Linked DNA regions of Sus scrofa: region 1 is linked to region 2. The links are chromatin contacts, called in public HiChIP or PLAC-seq maps. All regions are on one chromosome and are shown on one strand. Each heading gives the region's core, a stretch centred on a gene start, on an enhancer-like site or on the middle of the called end of the contact. The rest is flanking DNA. Distances are from core to core; before and after follow the strand shown. Region 1 overlaps ST6GAL1 (beta-galactoside alpha-2,6-sialyltransferase 1). Region 2 has its middle 15 kb from the start of ADIPOQ.

What was found. HiChIP or PLAC-seq counts read pairs in DNA pulled down with a chosen protein or histone mark.
Region 1: a contact with region 2 is called in an H3K27ac HiChIP or PLAC-seq map of alveolar macrophages. The contact joins two enhancer-like sites. A contact is called at or near these places in 3 of 47 Hi-C or Micro-C datasets (blood and liver) and 1 of 2 datasets of contacts at active chromatin or transcription factors (alveolar macrophages).

Annotation. Positions count from the first base shown.
Region 1 is chr13:124,812,607-124,816,148 of Sscrofa11.1, reverse strand. All of the region lies in intron 4 of ST6GAL1 (beta-galactoside alpha-2,6-sialyltransferase 1), which reads right to left. Among named protein-coding and RNA genes, the nearest start is that of ST6GAL1, 110 kb to the right of the region's middle. Within about 2 kb of position 1,443, at least 17 of the 83 cell types and tissues checked have an H3K27ac peak or open chromatin away from gene starts, as enhancers often do. A contact at or near this core is called in alveolar macrophages, where this site is marked.
Region 2 is chr13:124,647,621-124,651,136 of Sscrofa11.1, reverse strand. No RefSeq gene overlaps it. Among named protein-coding and RNA genes, the nearest start is that of ADIPOQ, 15 kb to the right of the region's middle. Within about 2 kb of position 1,631, at least 23 of the 83 cell types and tissues checked have an H3K27ac peak or open chromatin away from gene starts, as enhancers often do. A contact at or near this core is called in alveolar macrophages, where this site is marked.

The DNA.
Region 1 (3,542 bases), core at 194-2,693, 170 kb before region 2:
GAAGGCACCCTGAGTCCAATATCATCAAGTCAAGCTCCTTCTCTGGTTCTGAAAAATATCAGTTACTTGGAAAAACTTAAAGAAAGCTTAGGGGCATGAAAGTACCACCAGCGAACATACCTAGATCCAAATCCACCTTGACTGCTGGGTTTCTGTGCTACCCTGAGCAACTCACTTAAACACTTTGAGCCTTAGTGTCCTTGAGTGAAATGGTGTTTGGTGTCCACAGCTCACAGGATTGTCATGAAGATCAAATATGATAAGACAGATCTTATCATACATAGATAGTAGAAGTATTTAATAAGTGGTACCAGCTGTTATTTCAGGGTAAGTTCCATTAAGTGATCTGGGAGCCCCCGGGGTGAAGTCCAGTCAGCATGCTCTATCACTCTGCTCAGGATGCAGTTTTTCTCTCCCCATCCTGGACAAGGGCATCTGAGGAAGCCAGCCACCAGGTGCTGCTGGGGCTCAGCATCACCTCGCAAACTTTTTTTTTGTTGTTGTTGTTGTTGTTTTTGTATTTTAAGGGCTGGCATATGGAGGTTCCCAGGCTAGGGGTCCAATTGGAGCTGTAGTCGCCAGCCTACACCACAGCAACGCCAGATCTGAGCTGTGTCTGTGACCTACCCCACAGCTCATAGCAACGGCAGATCCTTAACCCACTGAGCGAGGCCAGGGATCGAAACCTCATGGCTCCTAGTCGGATTTGTTTCCACTGCGCCACTATGGGAACTCCACCTCACAAACCTTCTTACACTTACAAGTCAGAATTGAATTTATTTAAAGACCCAGATTTAGATATACATAGCTTTCCTGTTGAATCTCAAAATAGCACCTGGCCCATACATGCCTAAATAGATCTGCTGAAACTTCACAGTGTGACACTGTCCTCTGTAAAAACCCATCTTCTGGATGAGAAACCACCTCTTTGTTCCCCAGGGCTTTGTCACAGGCCAGATGCATAAAAAAGGCTGTCCTCTGCCTGTGAGGAGGCTGGGAGCTGAACAAACCAACCCAGGCCCAGCTACCGTCAGAAGACAGCTGGTGTCCAGAGGAGTGCTCCATGGGGAAGGGAATGAGCTCCTCGAGGGCACAGCTAGCTGTCCCAACCACAGCCTTTCCTCCAGCGACTCCAGAGTGCTATCTGGGCGTCAGAGTGGGGACTCCGTTTGCTCAGAAACAGACATGAAACAGCTGGGATAGCCGACCAAGACAAAAGAGAAACGAGACAGACCCCCAGCCTCCCAGAGTATCAAGATGAGAAAGGGCAATAATAGAAGAAGGGAGTCAGTCGCAAGTCAGTGTCACCAGGAGCAAGGTCAAGGGGCTGCCCAGGACCAGTGTTAAAGGAACAGGCTGGATGTTTAGTGACACTTACAGAAGGGGAAGAAGGAGAATGGGGAGGGAGGAGTACCCCCCCCAGCCCCCGCCCCGCCCTAGCAGGACAGGGAAGGGCTTTCTTGACAGTGGACAGTATACCCTGGGAAGTCAGCCACTCCCCTCTCAGGCCTGGCAGAGGGAGCACCGGAAAAAATGCCCTACTCAGGAGAAAACTATGCACCTTCTCAGCACACCCTTCCTCTTTATCAGATGCCGATCCCTAGGGAGCTATTTTGCAGCTCTTTGTAAGGCATAGCTGACTACTAACAGGCTTATTCCCTTTTGCCCCATAGTTTCAATTAAATTCCCTCCTCCTGTCCACCTTAGGGAAAAAACAGTTTCATTCCTGTATTCAAATTTTGACTTGTCCTCTTAACTGGTTATCATGTCTGCGTGGTTCTCTCGCATGAATAGAAGAGACTCTATTTGTATGATAGTCATGAGCATACTTTTTCCTGAAAATTATCCTTTCATTTTCTCCCTTCTGCTGGGCAGCTCCAAAGCAGCCCCAGGCTGGTTGCATCGGGCTGGGGCACTGGAGACCTGCCTCCCAGAGATATGGGCAGGCACGGCGACCCCTCTGCAGAGGCAGGCCCTCACGCTGCACTGGTAACCACGGCCACCCTTTACCAGCCCTTGCTGCAGTACACGGGCCTCTGAGAGGCATGCCCACACTCAGCAATCTCAGTGGATCCTACAAAGACCCTACATGGTAAATTTTCTGACTTCCTTTACCGATAAGAGACTTGAGTCTCAGAAAGATAAAGCAGTTTGCTCACTTCACTCACATAGGAAGTGCTAAGGGAGAAAATGATTAAGGTCTGTCTCTTAATTCCCAGTCAACTTTACCTTGGCTTAGTTTCTTTTCTTTTATTGAGATATAGTTGATTTAGAATAATGTATAAATTTCAAGTATACAACATAGTGATTCACAATTTTTAAAGGTTATACTCCATTTATTATAAAGTACTGGTTATATTCTCTGTGCTGTACAGTATTCCTTGTAGCTTATTTATTCTATATATATATATGTGTAGTTTGTATCCTTTTTAATGAATATTATTACATTTATAGTTGTACAACGATCATCACAACCCAATTTTATAGCACTTCCATCCCAAACCCCCAGCACATTCCCCCACCCCCCGAACCTGTCTCCTTTGGAAACCACAAGGTTTTCAAAGACTGGGAGTCAGTATTTATACTACAAAGCTACACTGATCAAAACCATATGGTACTGACACAAAGACAGAAATATAGATCAGTGGAACAGGATAGAAAGCCCAGAATTAAACCCACACACCTACATCAACTTATCTATGACAAAGGAGGCAAAGATGTACAGTGGAGAAAAGACAGCCCCTTCAATAAGTGGTGTTGGGAAAACTAGACAGACACATATAAAAGAATGAAATTAGAACACTCCTAACACCATGCACAAAAATAAATTCAAAATGGACTAAAGACCTAAATATAAGACCAGATACTATAAAACTCTTAGAGGAAAACATAGGACAAATTCTCCAACATAAACCAGAGCATTATCTTCTCAGATCCACCTCCTAGAGTAATGACAATAAAAACAAAAATAATCAAATGGGACTTAATTAAACTTCAAGTGTCTGCACAGCAAAGGAAACCCTAAACAAAATGAAAAGACAACCCACAGAATGGGAGAAAATCTTTGCAAATGAATCAACTGACAAGGGATTGATCTCTAAAACTTATAAACACCTTCTACAGCTCAATACCAAAAAAAACACACAACCCCATAAAAAAAATGGGCAGAAAATCTAAACAGACAATTCTCCAGAGAAGACATACAGGTGGCCAAAAAACACATGAAAAGGTGTTCAACATCACTATTAGAGAAATGCAAATCAAAACCACTATGAGTTTGTATCTCTTAATCCCCTACATTTAACTTGCCCCTCCCCCCAGTCCTTCTCCCCACTGGTAACCACTGGTTTGTTTTCTATATTTGTGAGTCTGTTTCCTTTTCATTATAATCACTAGTTTGTTGTTTTTTAGATTCCACATATAAGTGAGATCATATAGTATTTGTCTTTCTCTGTTATACTAATTTCATTTAGCATAAGACCCTCCTAGTTCATTCATGTTGTTGCAAATGGCAGAGTTTCATTGGCTGAGTAGTGTTCCAG
Region 2 (3,516 bases), core at 382-2,881:
TTTAAAGTTTTATAAACCATATCTATTTATCTTTTCCTCTGTTTCTTCTCTCATTTTAAACTCAGAAATCCTCCCCCACTTAGAGACTTAATAGCCACTTTTATGTACATTTATGTTTTATTTTCTACTTTCAGTTAATTTAACTTTCTGATCTTTTTATAATATTTTTCAAGCACATATAAGGGAAGAGCCAAGCATATTCCTTTTCTCTAAATAACTGAAATGCATAAAGTTCCTTTTATCACATATTAAACTTTTTTTTTCTTTTTAGGGCCAGAACTGTGGCATATGGAAGTTCCTGGCTAGCAGTCAAATTGGAGCTGCAGCTGCTGGCCTACACTACTGCCACAGCAACACTGGATCCAAGCTATATCTGCAACATACCTGCAGCTTGCAGCAATGCCAGAATCTTTTTTTTTTTTTTTTAAGGGCCACACCATGGCACATGGATGTTCCCAGGCTAGGGGTCTAATCAGAGCTGTAGCTGCTGGCCCACGCCATAGCAACACCAGATCCAAGCCGTGTCTTCAATCTACACCACAACTCACAGCAACACTGGATCCCTAACAAACTGAACAAGGCCAGGGATCAAACCCACAACCTCATGGTTCCTAGTCAGATTTGTTTTCACTGCACTAAGATGGGAACTCCCCAGCAATGCCAGATTCTTAACCCACTGAACGAGACCAGGGATCAAACTGCATCCCCACAGACACTATGTCAGGTCCTTACCTGACTGAGCCATAACAGGAACTCTCACATTAAACTTTTTAATCTGTCTGAGAATTCTGATTTCAGGAATACTCTGTATTAACTGCTACAATTTTATATCATGCATTTTATGAGCTGCCAATCCCACCTATAATTTATTATTTTTGGTAGCCTAGCTGCCAATCCCACCTATAATTTATTATTTTTAAAAAAGTATTCTTATATTATTTCATCTGTTTGCTTTTTCAGATGATCGTCATATACACACAAGTACGAACACCTCTAAAAATTTGTCAGCAGCAACAAAATAAGAGAAAGAATATAGCTACAAGCTATAAACTTCAAAGTGTGGCTACTAAGGAAAAAGAAAAAATTCTGACCGAGCAAAGTGCAGCTTCTAATCCCACTGCAGCCTCCTACCCGCTGAGACCGAACCCAGAAAAGAAAGGGATTGGACAAATTCCTGAGATCTCTCCCTAATATTCCCCGACCTGCTGTTAAACTGACTCAAGAGCTAAGCAAGCAGCCCGAGAAAACACTCCTCAGGGTATAGGCCCCAATTCAAGGTCTCAATAGAAACGAGAAGAGCCCCTGAGGAACTAACAGTCCAGAGGTTAGGCCACCATGGGGCCAGGATACATGGCCAACAAGATAGATCCATTCCTTGTACTAGATATTTAACTTCATTTCAGAAGAGAGAGTAAAACCTAGGTTACGCAATAGAGGCTGCACACAGAAGCCCCACAGAAGCGTGAAGCGAAAGTAGACTTTAGCCCCACTCTGCAGCTTGGAGGTAAGACATGCAAGTGTCAGGGATGGAAGAAGTCATGGAGAATTCATCCTAGAACTGACATTTTGAAAGACCTGCCCACATTCAGCACAAAGAAGCTAGAAGCTGTCAGGTTTACCACAGAAAAACAGAAAGAGAAACACAACGTGCCGAAGAGGAAGCAAGAACCCAGTCTGGGACGAAAAAAATCTATATACGCTAAGCAAAAACAATTTTTTAACTTCCTGTGGGTGCCTCTTCTGTGGAAGATTGTGATAAGGACATGATAAAATAAGGTGGATCTCAACAATAAGAGGTAAAGCAACAGAACTTCCAGGACATTGTTAAGTAAGAACGGGGAAAGCAGGCATCCTTGTTCTGTACCCAAGTTTGATGGGGATGTGTTTTGTGTTCCATTATTTTTTATAACACTGGACATTGTTTCGAATGTGTTATTCTTTATCATGTTAAGGAAAGCGCATTCTATTTCTCATGCATAAAATACTCTTAATAACAAGCAGTCGAACATTGACTCAACCTATTTCAGCTGGCATAAACAAGCTCTTTTGCAAGATCCTTTTTTTCCCTCTTGCATCACACTTACAAAGAACCTCAGTGCAGTGCTCAGAACTTGTCCAGATGAATGATGAGTGAGACATTTCATCATATTTCCTTTTAACAACCAGACTTTCAGTCATATAGCAAATTCAATGATTTCATTTTTCAGAGGCAAGTTTTCCCACTACTGTTATTTATAGGATTGCCACCATTAGGGCTACAGGTTTTATAAATACCCTATCCCCAAAATGTCTTGAAACTAGAAAGAAGAAAGAGCCCATGAGATTAGTGTTCAGTATTTTTTCTACCAACATGAGCTTTAGAGTCAGGTGGTTCTAAGTGTGAATCCTTGCTCTACAATTTGGATCACAGCATCACTTCTTTTTAGAGTCAGGTGGCTCTAAGTGTGAATCCTTGCTCTACAATTTGGATCTCAGCATCACTTCTTTAAGCACAAGTTTTCTTATCCGACAATTTGGTTTATGCCATTGAATGTACAGAGTGTTTTAAGGATTAAATGAAATAATGTATGTCAACCAGGTACTTCAAATGACTGTTTTTATTGTTTGCTTTTTAGGGCTGCACCCGAGGCATATGGAGGTTCCCAGGCTAGGGATCCAATTGGAGCTACAGCTTCCGACCTACACCACAGCCACAGCAACATCAGATCTGAGCCATGTCTGTGACCTACACCGCAGCTCACAGGAACTCCAGATCCTTAATCCACTGAGCGAGGCCAGGGACCAAACCTGCAACCTCATGGTTCCTAGTCAGATTCATTTCCACTGTGCCATGATGGGAACTCCTGTATTTATTTATTTATTTATTGGGGGCTGCATCCATGGCATATGGAAGTTCCCAGGCTATGGGTTGAATCCCAGCTACAACTGCCAGCCTACACCACAGCCATGGTAACAAGAGATCCAAGCCACATCTGCAACCTACACCACAGCTCACAGCAACCCAGGATCCTTAAACCACTGAGCAAGGCCAGGAATCAAACCTGCATTTTCATGGATGCTAGTCAGATTTGTTACCACTGGGCCATGATGGGAACTCCTGTTTTATTATTTTTTTAATTATTATGTGTTTGGCACACAATATATATTCAATAAATATTTACTGTGTGAATGAATGATCTCTAAAAAGAATCTGAAGATGAAATAGAAAGTCTCGGCCCATAAGACATTTCTAAGCGGGAAATTAATTGCCAATAAAATAAATAGTTTTTTTATTTTTCTAGGTGTGATTTCATGGGGTCTAACGATTTAATTCTGTTACCCCATTACCAAGTATTCTTCCTAGCTAGACCTCCACCTGGTACCTGGGCACAGTCACAGACTAATTCCTGACCCCTTGTATTCTTTGGATACAAAGAGCAGAAGTCAACTCAAGCTAGCTTAAGTTAAAAGAGAAAATGGTACAAAAATCTAGGAACTGTTCTCTCATGTGACCCACAGTCAAGTATACAACAGAAT